Linked DNA regions of Macaca mulatta: region 1 is linked to region 2. A link is a contact called in public Hi-C data. All regions are on one chromosome and are shown on one strand. The core of a region is the stretch at or near the end of the contact, and the rest is flanking DNA. Distances in the headings are between cores, read along the strand shown.

Region 1 (6,212 bases), core at 2,629-5,128, 71 kb after region 2:
GTGGGCAGATCACCTGAGGCCAGAGGTTCGAGACCAGCCTGTCCTACATGGTGAAACCCCATCTCTATTAAAAATACAAAAAATAGCTGGGCATGCTGATGGAGACCTGTAATCTCAACTACTTGGGAGGCTGAGGCAGGAGAATCGTTTGAACCCAGAAGGCAGAGGTTGCAGTGAGCCGAGACCACACCGTTGCAGTCCAGCATGGGCAACAAGAGCAAAACTCCGTCTCAAAATTAAATAACATAAATAATAAATAAAGATGAATTTTATTTATTTATTTATTTTTCCTTTTTATTATACTTTAAGTTCTAGGGTACATGTGCACAACGTGCAAGTTTGTTACATATGTATACATGTGCCATGTTGGTGTGCTGCACCCATTAATTCGTCATTTACATTAGGTATATCTCCTAATGCCATCCCTCCCCTCTCCCCCCACCCCACAACAGGCCCCAGTGTGTGATGTTCCCCTTCTTGTTTCCAAGTGTTTTCATTGTTCAGTTCCCACCTATGAGTGAAAACATGTGGTGTTTGGTTTTCTATTCTTGCGATAGTTTGCTGAGAATGACGATTTACTTTTAAAACAGGTTACCTGTCACTCAGGCTGGTGTGCAGTGGTGCAATCCCAGTTCACTGCAGCCTTGGACTCCCGGGCTCAAGTGGGTCTCCCACCCCAGCCTCCTGAGTAGCTGGGACTACAGGTGTTCAGCACCACAGGTGGCTAATTTTTTTATATTTTTTGATAGAGATGGGATTCCACTATGTTGCCTAGGCTGGTTTCAAACTCCTGACCTCAAGTGATCCTCCTGCTTTGGTCTTTCAAAGTGTTGGGATTATAGGTGTGAGCTACCACACTTGGCCTGACTATTATTTTTGGTATGTATTTTACTGGAGGGATACTTAGGAGTTTCCACATTCCATGGGTGACATCCATGTCATTCATGGGTGACAGCCACTAATAAAGAAATTTCAAATCTAGGATCTAGTGATAGAATACTTCACAAGTATAATGAGATATAATTTGGTGTAGGTTTTTAGTAATAATAGTATGCTGGCCACTTTCCCTATACACACGCTTTGAATATTGGTGTTTTCAAGATTTTGTTCTATACTGGACCTTCTTAATTTCTCACTCTATAAACTCTTCTTTGGGGAACTCACCTACTTCCTGAGCATCAACTTCTGTGTAATAATAACTTCTGAATCCAGCCTATACCTGGTTCTCTATCACCTAAGGATCACTTGCAAATATCTAAAATGTAGACCATCTAACTCCCTACAGATAAGCAACTTTCAACTCAATATGCTAAGATTGAACTCATTTTTAAAAAAATCTCTTAAACCTTTTTCTGCCTCACTCTCACTAATTTGGTTCATGCTCTCATCATCTGAATTACTGCACACTTCTTTAAAATTCTGTTCTTGATGCTTATCTAAAGTATGAGTGACTGAATTTTCATTTATTTATTTATTTATTTATTTATTTATTTATTTATTTAGAGACGGAGTTTTGCTCTTCTCACCCAGGCTGCAGTGCAATGGCACGATCTTGGCTCACTGCAACCTCCACCTCCCAGGTTCAAGCGATTCTCCTGCCTCAGCCTCCTGAGTAGCTGGGATTACAGGTGCCCACCATGCCCAGCTAATTTTTGTATTTTTAGTAGAGACGGGGTTTCACCATGTTGACCAGGCTGGTTTTGAACTCCTGACCTCAGGTGATCCACCCACCTCGGTCTTCCAAAGTGGTGGGATTACAGGCATGAGCCACTGCGCCTGGCCTGAGTGACTGAATTTTCTAAAAAGGTGAATTGCATTATGCTATTCCCTGCTTTAAGTTCTCTAAAAAGACTATTCTCTCTCTTTTTTTTTTTTTTGGACAGAGTCTCACTGTGTCACCGAGGCTGGAGTGCAGTGGCATGATCTCGGCCCACTGCAGCCCTGCCTCCTGGGTTCAAGCGATTCTTCTGCCTCAGCCTCCGGAGTAGCTGGGAGTACAGGCGAATGCCACCACATCCAGCTAATGTTTGTGTTTTTAGTAGAGAGGGGGTTTCACCATATTGGCCAGGCTGGTCTCAAACTCCTGACCTCATGATCCGCCTGCCTCGGCCTCCCAAAGAGCTGGGATTACAGGCGTGAGCCACCGCGCCTGGCCAAGTGTAAACTTTTAAGATGACATACAAAGCCCTGCATGACCTGGCCCTTCCTCTCTCTCTAGCCTTACAGTCAGATTTGATTATACCACATGCTAGCATTGAAGTATTGGGCAAGTTTTTTAAACTTGAAGTTAAAAAACTTCAAGTGAGGATATTAATGCTAATCAGGGGGAGATAACAGCATATAAAGTGCCAAGCATACTGCCTGGCTTAGCGTTAACAATAAATATTGGCTATTGTGGAAGAAGAAAATATTACTGCATGTATTTGTTCAATCTCTATTGCTGTCGCAAGAGGATGCTTTGAACTGCTGATTGGGTAATGTTTTAACATAAACGGAACTCTCCACTCCACTGAAAAAGAAAGAAAAGGAAGAAAGAGGTTTATTTGAATAGACTGGGAAGAAAATTGGAGGTGAAAAGTTGAGTGATCGGGGAGGATTAAGAGAGGCCCACAGAATTGTTTGTTTGTGGAGATGAGTTAGTGGTAGTATAAACTTCAGAAAGAAGAGATCTGGCTGAGCGCAGTGGCTCATGCCTGTAATCCCAGCACTTTGGGAGGCTGAGGCTGGCGGATCACTAAGGTCAGGGTTCAAGACCAGACTGGCCAACATGGCGAAACCCCGTCTCTACTAAAAGTACAAAAATTAGCTTGGTGGGGTGGCGCGGGCCTATAATCCCAGCTACTCTGGAGGCTGAGGCAGGAGAATCACTTGGACCTGGGAGATGGAGGTCGCAGTGAGCCGAGATCACACCACTGTACTCTAGCCTGGACTACAGAGGCGCTGTCAAAAAAAAAAAAAAAAAAAAAGAAAAGAGACCTGAAGTATTTGATGTCAGAATATAGGGGAACTTTGGAGAGCTAAATGGGTTAAGATCTTTAGGATGTTTTGCTAACCCCCATCCTTACCTCCTCAGTGGCCAGCTTTAGTTACTTTGTTAAAGTTTTATGGTTGGCAGATTCACGTTTCTTCAGAGTTTGACACTAGGTTGAGGTTGGCCATGAACTAATACAATTATATTTCAGTTACACGATTATTTGCGCTCCTTGAGTGTCTCCACCCTCATGTTAACTCTGACATCTGCCCGAAATTCATTCATCGAATACAATATTTGATTGGCCTCCCCTCTTTCCGTTTGCTGGACAGCCCATCATTTTCCAAAGTCAGCCCCTAAACTCTTCTATGAGTTTCCTGACAACTCAACACAAAAATTCGCCCCTCCCTTTTTTGCGTGCAACCCCGCCTCCTCTTTTAATTGTTTGGCTGTCATTCCTCTTGTATAGTGCTCCTTGCAATCAGGGCTGGTGCTCTACATATTTGCTAGCTCGGAGTATGGCACGAAGTAGATGCTCAGTAAATGTTGATTGAACGAGTATTCTGTGCATCTCGGCGACATCACATCCTGCGTGCCGTGGCGTCATTCTGCATTCCTCTGCGGTAGGCGCTGATCCGGAGGGTTTAAGTGGTTGTTTGTAACATGCACCGAACATATCCAACGCAGGCTGTGGCTTCAGACCGCCCACAAAAAGCGCGGTTGGTGGGAGTGCGGTCTCGAGGTCGGCTGGCAGCTGGGAAACTCCAGCTCGGGGCGGAAACACGCTGCCTGGGAGGCGCCGGCGCCTAGTGATTCTGGGAATACAAGGTGCGAGGGAGGGAGCCGGTGGCTCTCTTATCGCGGTGTTTCCTCTCTCTTCGCTCCCGGGGGGAGCTCTCGCGGGGGGAGCTCTCGCGAGAGGAGCAAGAGGAAGATGGCCGTACCCTGTTTTTCGGTGTGAGGCGGCGACGGCAGCTGCGACGGCGAGGCTGAGATCTTGATGTCGTGGGCACCTGAGCTCTAGCTCCCCCCAGCGAGCGCGCGTCCCTTCGTGCCTAGGCGAGAGCCGGCTCTTCCCCGGGAGATGCGTTTGTCCCAGGCTCGGGGGCGCAGTGGGAGTTCATGCTGCGCTGGAGGCTCCTGGCCACCGCTCTAATCGCCTTGGGCCGCCGCAGCGCCAGCTCCGTCGCCGGCGGTGAGCCTCCCGATTCCCCGCCTTGCCCCTGGCGGCGGCGATGACCGGGGAGAAGATCCGCTCACTGCGGAGGGACCACAAGCCCAGCAAAGAAGAAGGGGACCTGCTGGAGCCCGGGGATGAGGAAGCGGCGGCTGCCCTTGGCGGCACCTTTACCAGAAGCAGGATTGGCAAGGGCGGCAAATCTTGTCATAAGATCTTCAGTAACCATCACCACCGGCTGCAGCTGAAGGCAGCTCCGTCCTCCTCCAATCCCCCCGGCGCCCCGGCTCTGCCGCTGCACAATTCCTCCGTGACTGCCACCTCCCAGTCCCCGGCCCTTCTGGCCGGCACCAATCCCGTTGCTGTCGTCGCGGATGCAGGCAGTTGCCCTGCACACTACCCAGTGCACGAGTGCGTCTTCAAGGGGGATGTGAGGAGACTTTCCTCTCTCATCCGCACTCACAATATCGGGCAGAAAGATAATCACGGTGAGGAGTGCTAGCCCCTCTCCACCTCTCTCCTTCCCCGAGCCTAGGGTGTGCCTCCCCAGGCTTCTGGAATCCTAGGCCCCCCCTCCAGCAGACTCTTCTTTCCTCCCCTTTGCCCATCATCCGGGCCATTCGGTAAATCATGACCGACTCAGTAATAGCGTGCCAGTGGTCAGGGGGTTGGTTCTTGTGGGTGCAAAGGAATGTATCCTCCTTGCCCACTTCAAAGTTTCTCGTGAGAAGCTGTTTTGTTTGAGACAGGCCTTCGATTTGCTGATTCTGGACTGCCAGAAATTTTAGGTTGCCTCTCACCCAACCTGGTTTTCTCCCTTTGTTTATAGAGCTATGTATTTTTTATTTCTCTCCCCTTTCCCCCACCTTGGCATTTTAAATTTTGAACACATAAATTGCCCTCCTCCCTTCATTACTCATAACAGATCCCATCTTGACGGCAACTGGTTGTGATTCTGCCTGCCACCAGGTTGTTTCTTTTTTGTCTGCTTATAGTAAACTTAGAATGTTTGATTTCTGAAAGCCACACGGTAGAAATTTGTCGGTATTTGATACCTAGAACAGTTAGACTTCTCAACAGCCGATTTTTGTTGGAGTAGGGATTTGATGTTTTGCTTGTTTTAAGTAGATAATTGCTAATAGTAATGTCTAATCTTGATGACTGTGACTGAAAATAGAATTATGATTTTCATAGTAATTTTATCTTAGTCTATATTAACCATTTCTTTTTGCCTTGTAAGCTGAATTTTTTGTTTAATTCTAAAAAATCGTGTGACTGAGTTAACTTTTAAGCAACAGTAAATTTATTAATGAAAACTAATGTGAACACTGACATTTTAACATTTAATAAGCCGTTTTAAACTGGGTAGTTGGCACATATTGTTGATCGCTCTGCTTTTAATATGAAAAGTGTATACATTCAGTTAGAACACGCTCAACCAACTTTGTGCTCAGAATGATATACGTATCAATGAAATATTTGCCTGTGAAATAAGTTCCCTTAATTCCATCGGATTGTAGGCTTTTTAGGACAAAAATTCAGATAAAAAAAGAGTAAGGTTTCTCTTGGCTGTATAATTCTCTAACAACTGCATTTGTTTTCCGAATTTACAATGTTGTAATGTAATAAAATCACCACCTATCATTTATCGTAAATCCCCAAAAAAGTATCTTAAAGTTGCAGCCAGTTTTTCATTCTTACATTTAAATTACTTAATCATTTTATTATTATAGTAGAAGCATAATGTTGTTTGTTGATTGATGATGGTAATTATATTCTAACCCTCTGGAAAACTGTTGTTAGTGGAAGATGGGTTGTAGCTTCAGTTTAGTAGTCAATTATTAGGAAGTTTTTCAAATTTGGTCTACATAGTAGCCATAGTTACATTACCTTGAAATATCCCTGAAACAGATAAAAAGTTTGAGAGTTAACTCCCTTTGAAATAAGAGATGGATGAGTATCACTGAAGGTATTGAATTACAGGATTATTGGGCTTCCCTGTCTTCAACCCAACATTTAGGAGTACATTTGTTTAAGTTCAAATTCTGTTCAAAGTAATTAGAA
Region 2 (7,031 bases), core at 3,480-5,979:
CTGCCACTGCTTTTTCAAGGCAATTCCTAGTGGGATTTCCAGAACGGCTATATTCAAAACCCTGAAGAAAACAAGTTTGAGTTCATCCTAAGAGATTTAAGTTTATTATCAGAGTCCTAACATAGACAACTACAGTTTCACCCTACCATATGAGTTTCTATTCTTTAGTCATGATATGTCTTGCTTTAATACAGAAGCAGAAGAGTGCTGTGGCTATAGTCAAGAGGCTCTGAAGTCAAACAAACTCTATGTGAATTCTGTATCTGCCACTTCTGAGGTGCACGACACTAGGTAAGTTACTTCACATTTCTAAAAGTCAATCTCAGTATCTGTAAAATGGGAATGAAATACAGATGTCTAATTCATAAAATCGTTGTGAAAATAAAATGAGATAATGCACAAATTCACTACATGTTTCCTGGCACATGCTAATCACTAAATAAATGGCAGTTTTTATTATTAGTATTTTTATTATATTAGACTCACCTTTTTTCATTAATCTGGAAACATTAGGAAAAGGGACTTGCATAAGCCAACAGAATAAACCTAATTCTAACCTGTGTTTCATTTCCTAAGAAATAAGTGATTAAATGATACAAGTTTCTTTTGTTTTAAGGATAGGACCTCCCTCTATTGCCCAGGCTAGAGTACAGTGGGGCAATCACAGCTCACTGCAGCCTCAAACTCCCGGGCTAAACAATCCTCCCATCTCAGCCTCCTGAGTAGCTAGGACTACAGGTGCACATCGCCATGCCTAACTAATATTTTAATTTTATTTTTTGTAGAGGCAGTCTAGCTATGTTGCCCAGGCTGGTCTTGAACTTCTGACCTCAAGCAATCCTCCCACATTGGCCTCCCAAAGTGCTGAGAGGATAGGTGTGAGCCACCTGTCAGGCTGATTCAAGTTCTATTTGGCATACAACAGGAAGTTATGATCGGATCCTACAAATACTCAGCATTCATTCACATCTTGGCTCTACAAAAGCGGCTCAAAACATAGGGAGCAATTCCTGGCAAAACAACTCCACACAATACTTTTTAGAAATATGCATTCCTGTAATCCCAGCTATTCGGGAGGCTGAGGCAGGAGAATTGCTTGAGCCCAGGATGTGGAGGTTGCACTGAGCCGAGATCGTGCCACTGCACTCCAGCCTGGCCGACAGAGTCTGTCTCAAAAAAAAAAAAAAAAATTGCATTATTCTGCTCTTACATATAAGGCACCCTGCTAGCTATATTCATCCAGTCATTCTATTAATCCTTATGACTGAGAAAGTGAAGCCAAATGTAGTAGTACCTAGAGAGTGTCAAAACCAGATTGCAAACCAAGGATTTCAACATTAATTAGAAGTCCTATAATTTTCTCCCTCAGCTTCACATCACACATAACAAAACACAACACTCTTTCACCTTTGTTTCTGATTCAGAAGCTCCCAGTATTAATAATAATAACTTTTAAAAGTTTTGTTGCTATGTGCCCTTGTTTATGACAAGTTGAGCAGACTTTTTTTTTTTTGAATGGGAGTCTTGTTCTGTTTCCGGGCTGGAGTGCAGTGGTGCAAACTCCACCTCCTGGGTTCAAGCGATTCTCCTGCCTCAGCCTCCCGAGTAGGGACTACAGGCATGCCACCACACCCAGCTAATTTTTGTATTTTTTTAGTAGAGATAGGGTTTCACCACATTAGGGAGGATGGTCTCGATCTCCTGACCTCATGATCCGCCTGCCTCAGCCTCCCAAAGTGCTAGGATTACAGGCGTAAGCCACCATGCCCAGCCTGAGCAGATACATTTTACAGGGTTCTAGGATATCCTTACCACTCCCCACCATCACCTTCTTACCATGACCTGCAGCTGCACCCAGCAGATTAAAAAAAAAAAAAAAATGCTTGGATTCATGTGGCGTCTGCCACAGAAAAGTACCTTACATTTCTCATTCAACTCTTCAAATTCCCTTTAGTGGTCTTAGCTAATTTTTAAAAAGGGCCGGGCGCAGTGGCTCATGCCTGTAATCCCAGCACTTTCAGAGGTGGATCACCTAAGGTCAGGAGTTCGAGACCAGTCTGATGGTGAAACCCTGTCTCTACTAAAAATAAATAAATTAGCTGGGCATGGTGGCGGGTAGCTGTAATCTCAGTTACTCGGGAAGCTGAGGTAGGAGAATTGCTTGAACCCAGGAGGCGGAGGATGCAGTGAGCCAAGGTGGCACCACTGCACTCCAGCCTGGGCAACAGAGCAAGACTCTGTCTCAAAAAACAAAAACAAAAACAAAAAAAAGATACTAAGCAGAGTTTTTGTGGATTTAACCATCCCTGCTGGCTTCCTGGAAACATTTAATTATTAATATTACACCCGAATGGTTAACTTTTGCACTGAGTTCCAAAGCTTGGGCAGCTACACATTCATTAAACCCTACACGAGAAATGAACTGCATGTTTGAAAGAGAGGCTGTGAGCTGGACGCAGTGACTCACACCTGTAATCCCAGCACGTTGGGAGGCCAAGGCGGGTGGGTTACGAGATCCGGAGTTCAAGACCAGCCTGGCCAACATTGTGAAACCCCGTCTCTACTAAAAAAAAAAAATACAAAAATGAATCAGGCACAGTGGCAGGTGCCTGTAATTCCAGCTACTTGGGAGGCTGAGGCCAGAGAATCGCGTGAACCCGGGAGGTGGAGGTTGCAGTGAGCCACGATCGCACCACTGCACTCCAGCCTGGGCGACAGAGTGAGACTCTGTCTGAAAAAAAAAAAAAAAGGATGAAAGAGAGGTTGTGTACATCTTTTGATTCTAAAATACAGTAAGGAGTATTCTAAATCAGTTGTAGAAATGGCCTTAGAACTCTATCTCACAAAACAAAGGACTGTCTATAAGGATTTTCCTCAACTTATATAACACACTGAAGTGGTTTCCAAAGCATAATCAAGGCCTTGGACTTACAGACTTTAACTAATTCTTACAAATCTTGTAACTTTTAAATTCCCAAGACCCATCAAATATGCCACCAAAAGGGGAAAAAAAGCTATGTGATTAGCAAAGAGGGCTCTTTCATAGGCTTTACAGATCATTCATGTATGACTCTGGATCAGTTCCTTTTCTATAAAAAGTACATAATACCTGTCCTGCCCTCTGACTTGGTTGTTGTGAGGATCAAATGGAAATAGTGTAAATATGAACATCATGAAAAAACAAATTACCATCGAGTAATTATTATGTACCATACAGCCTTAAATACATCTCAACAACTTATGCGGTAGGTACTATTGTTATCCAAATTTATACAGGATCAATCAGAGGCTTTAATAGGTTAAATAACTTGCCCAAGATACCCCGGCTCAGAAGAAGTGGTGTCAGAATACAAAACTAGCTTTTGACTATAAGACTTATGTCCTCTTTTTGTTGTTTGAGTTGGAGTTTCGCTCTTGTCGCCCAGGCTGGAGTGTAATGATGAGATATTGGCTCACTGCAAGCTCTGCCTCCTGGGTTCAAGCGATCCTCCTGCCTCAGCTTCCCGAGTAGCTGAGATTACAGCTACCCGCCACCATGCCCAGCTAATTTATTTATTTTTGGTAGAGACGAGGTTTCACCATGTTGACCAGGCTGGTCTCAAACTTCTAACCTCAGGTGATCCATCCACCTCAGCCTCCCAAAGTGCTGGGATTACAGGCGTAAGCCACTGCACCCAGTCATGACTTGTGTTCTTAATCACTAAGCCACAATGATTAAATGATGCAATAGGCTAAATTGTTACTAGCATTATTAGAGATAGCATAGTGTAGCTGAGTGCCTAAGAGTTGGTTCCTAAAGCAACCTCAAGTTTCTAAAGTTTGAATCCCAGCTCCAATACTTACTGGTCTAAGGCTACTTAACTTCCTAAATCTCAGCTGTTTTATTGAGAAAAAATGAGGATTCGGTTCAGACTAGGGTTGTTGTTAGGATTAGATGAGACAATACGTGTAGTACACATGCTATATACAAGTATGTATTTGGCACATAGTAGATACTCAATAACTATTAATACAGCTACTGGGAACAATCTTAATTCTCGTCAAGTTATCAGACCCTTAATATTTTTTAAGCTGACTCCGAACTACATCTTTAAAATTTATGCTGCTAAAGGTAACTCAAAAAAGTTAGGACCTTCGGTTTTTAATTGCAAATTTGTCAAAATCACGTGAATTTCAGGCCAAATCTATATGGCAAGTTGGACAAACGGCTTCTTCCATTCCTGCTTATCAAAAGAACCACGGTCACTGGACCATCCGACACAAAGCTATACTGCAAGAATTACAGCGTAGAAACATCTTTCGGTTGCCTTCCTAATTTATAAGTAATATTATAAATTACTTACATGCCTTTCAAATTCATAAGCCATCTTTCTTTTCCCGCCCAACTGTGGACAGCCCCAGACAGACTCAGCTCACCGAGTGCTGGCCAGGCGCCGCTTGCTTGAACGTAGTGGACAGTGAGATGAGGGGCACCACAGCCCTGGAGGTCCATTGCTCTGGTTCCTGGCCCACATGGATGGCCTGCGTGGCGAAATGCTGGAAGTGAGGCAGGAAACCTTGTGAGGAGGCGTCTTTTTCCTGCATGCTGAACCGCGAAAGCAGAGAGGAAAAGAACCGGGAAACCGGGTGTCCGGGGTAGGGAGAGACAGAAGGATCGGCCAAGAAGGAGCTAAAGCACGCAGAAAGAGCCGACAGCGAAGCACTAAAGCGGGACACGGCGATTGTGGGGTGGATTTTATTAGCCGGCCGGCAGATAAAATCTCACGACCACAGCGGGGCGGGACCCGCGCGGCCCATTAAGCAAAAGCCCGACGCGTCTCCCGCTCCTTATTGGCTGACAGCAGAGGCGTTGCCTGAAACGTCACCGCGACCGCCCCTCCCAGTGCAGAAAGTGGAGGGAAGCTGGAGTCCCTGGGTCCAAGTGGTGTTGGTCCCTGCGGGCGAAATTCCTGAGTACCAGTCCTGAGGAGGCTGCCATGCTGGCTCCTGAGAGCCACCCGGGCGTCTGTGTGACCTCAGGCCGGAGGTTCGCCCGAGACGTGGCAGAAACCTGGCTTAGTGTTGAAACCTGGTAACTGTAAATAGACCACATAAATAGCCCCCTCTTATTGCGGCACTTGCCTCTGACCACCACCCTTTGCCCTGAGGGCGGTGCTAAAAGACGTAAGCCACAACGTGGAGATTGGTTAAGAAAACAATTGCCCAAGCCGCCCAGTTTGCAGTTTGGATTCTCATCAGTCACAGTCAGCTTGCGTTTTACGTACACTGAACTCTGTAATGACCCAGTGCTTACGATGACTGAAACGATGACTACAAGTGAAGGTTAAATGGTTCTTAAGACATAACGAAGCTACTGTAGTGAGGAACTCTGGCAGCTTCCTAAAATTTAGTCAATCTTGAGCTTCTTCAAGCATCATTATCTTCTTTTCAAGTACAAGCAGAAACTCCCCCTAATGAGAAAGATAATGTGGCTTTGAAAAACTTACTGGAGTCTAACATCCTTACACAAAATGCTTTTGCTTTTCACAACTGACAGCAACATCCCTGCAGGAAAAAGGAATGTTTACCGCTCACCTGCACCCAGAGTCCTACTCTCAGAAGAATCACTCGTTTAAAACAAACAAAAATCTCCTTGTTCCCTAAACAATACAGACTTGACCTACTTACTATCGTGGCTGTTTTCTAGCACCAGGAAATTTGGGGATATTTCTGTTCTTGCAAAATATTCGCTAAAGATCTAAAACTTTATTAAACAAATTAAGAACAAGGAGAATAAGGAATAAACAGCTCTTAAAATGTACAGTTTGAAAGAAAGATGTGAAGAGAAAGAATGAGGCAATTTGCTTTTCAAATTAGATTCAGGGACACTTAACCCATTCAGCACTAGAGGAGTGGTGCTTGAGGGCCTACAAGCTTTTAGAAGCCTACCAAACTTGTATGGCTGGGGAAAAAAAAATTGATAGACTTCAAAACACTAAGGGTGTATATTAATACATATTTAATTAATATTTTTCTTTTAAAAATATAACATCAACTGCAACTCACCTCAATATTTATATACAACTATAGATGGGTATTTTTGTGTGATATGGTATGGCATTTAGGGGCCAAAAGGTCTAAAATAGTTCCATTTACTTTTACCTCCTAGTATTTGCTGACAAACCCTGAGTTGCATAAATGCAGACATTTTATTTAGTGTACTGTAATGAAGAATTATTCAGAAGATAGCACCAGGCCAGGAGGGTTCGCTAATGCCTGTAATTCCAGCACTTTGGGAGGCTGAGGTGGGCAGATCACCCAAGGTCAAGAGTTCGAGACCAGCCTGGCCAACATGGTGAAACCCTGTCTCTACTAAAAATATAAAAATTAGCTGGGCATGGTGGTGCACACCTGTAATCCCAGCTCCTGGGGAACCTGAGACAGGAGAATCGCTTGAACCTGGGAGAGAGAGGTTGCAGTCAGCCGAGATCACACCACTGCACTCCAGCCTGGGCCACAGAACAAGACTCTGTCTCAAAAAAAAAAGCACCCAATACAAATGCTATAAATCAGGCCTGTTTTACTCTCATAAACTGAGAAAACTTTATTGGATGGCAGCTTAGTATGTATCAAGGATTTAAAATATCCCCTATCTATGACTTGACAATTTCTTTTGTAGAAAATTTTACTTGCAGGAATTTATCCTTTAGATATATTGTTAGCATGTGTACAGAGATGAGCAAGGATGCTTTTTAACCCTACCTTACCATTTTTAATAGCCAAAGAGTGAAAACTAGCTTAATTATTCATTCTTAAAAGACTGTTTAACTAGTTATGATACTACTCTGTAATGGCTACAGTATGGTCAAGAAGTAGGAAGAGATTAAGATGTGCTGGTATATCAGAGTCTCACTCTGTCACCCAGGCTGGAGTGCAGTGGTGCCATCTCAGATCACTGCAACCTCCACCTCCGGGTTTCAAGAGATTCTTCTGCCTCACCCTTCCGAGTAGCTGGGACCACAGATGCGGCCACCATGCCTGGCTAATTTTTG

Evidence for each region. A called contact is a pair of places that touch in the nucleus more often than the background predicts.
Region 1: a Hi-C map of liver shows a contact between it and region 2, with 2.9 times the contacts expected there. The contact joins the promoter of ANKRD13C here to the promoter of CTH in region 2. A contact is called at or near these places in 3 of 14 Hi-C or Micro-C datasets (fetal cortex germinal zone, fetal cortical plate and liver).

The regions. Positions count from the first base shown.
Region 1 is chr1:170,279,125-170,285,336 of T2T-MMU8v2.0, forward strand. It overlaps ANKRD13C (ankyrin repeat domain 13C), which reads left to right and starts at 3,879. Exons shown (of 12, transcript XM_077954160.1): 1 at 3,879-4,636. The coding sequence starts at 4,207.
Region 2 is chr1:170,207,673-170,214,703 of T2T-MMU8v2.0, forward strand. CTH (cystathionine gamma-lyase) reads right to left here and starts at 4,730. Exons shown (of 12, transcript XM_015142534.3): 1 at 4,417-4,730; 2 at 1-61. The coding sequence starts at 4,584.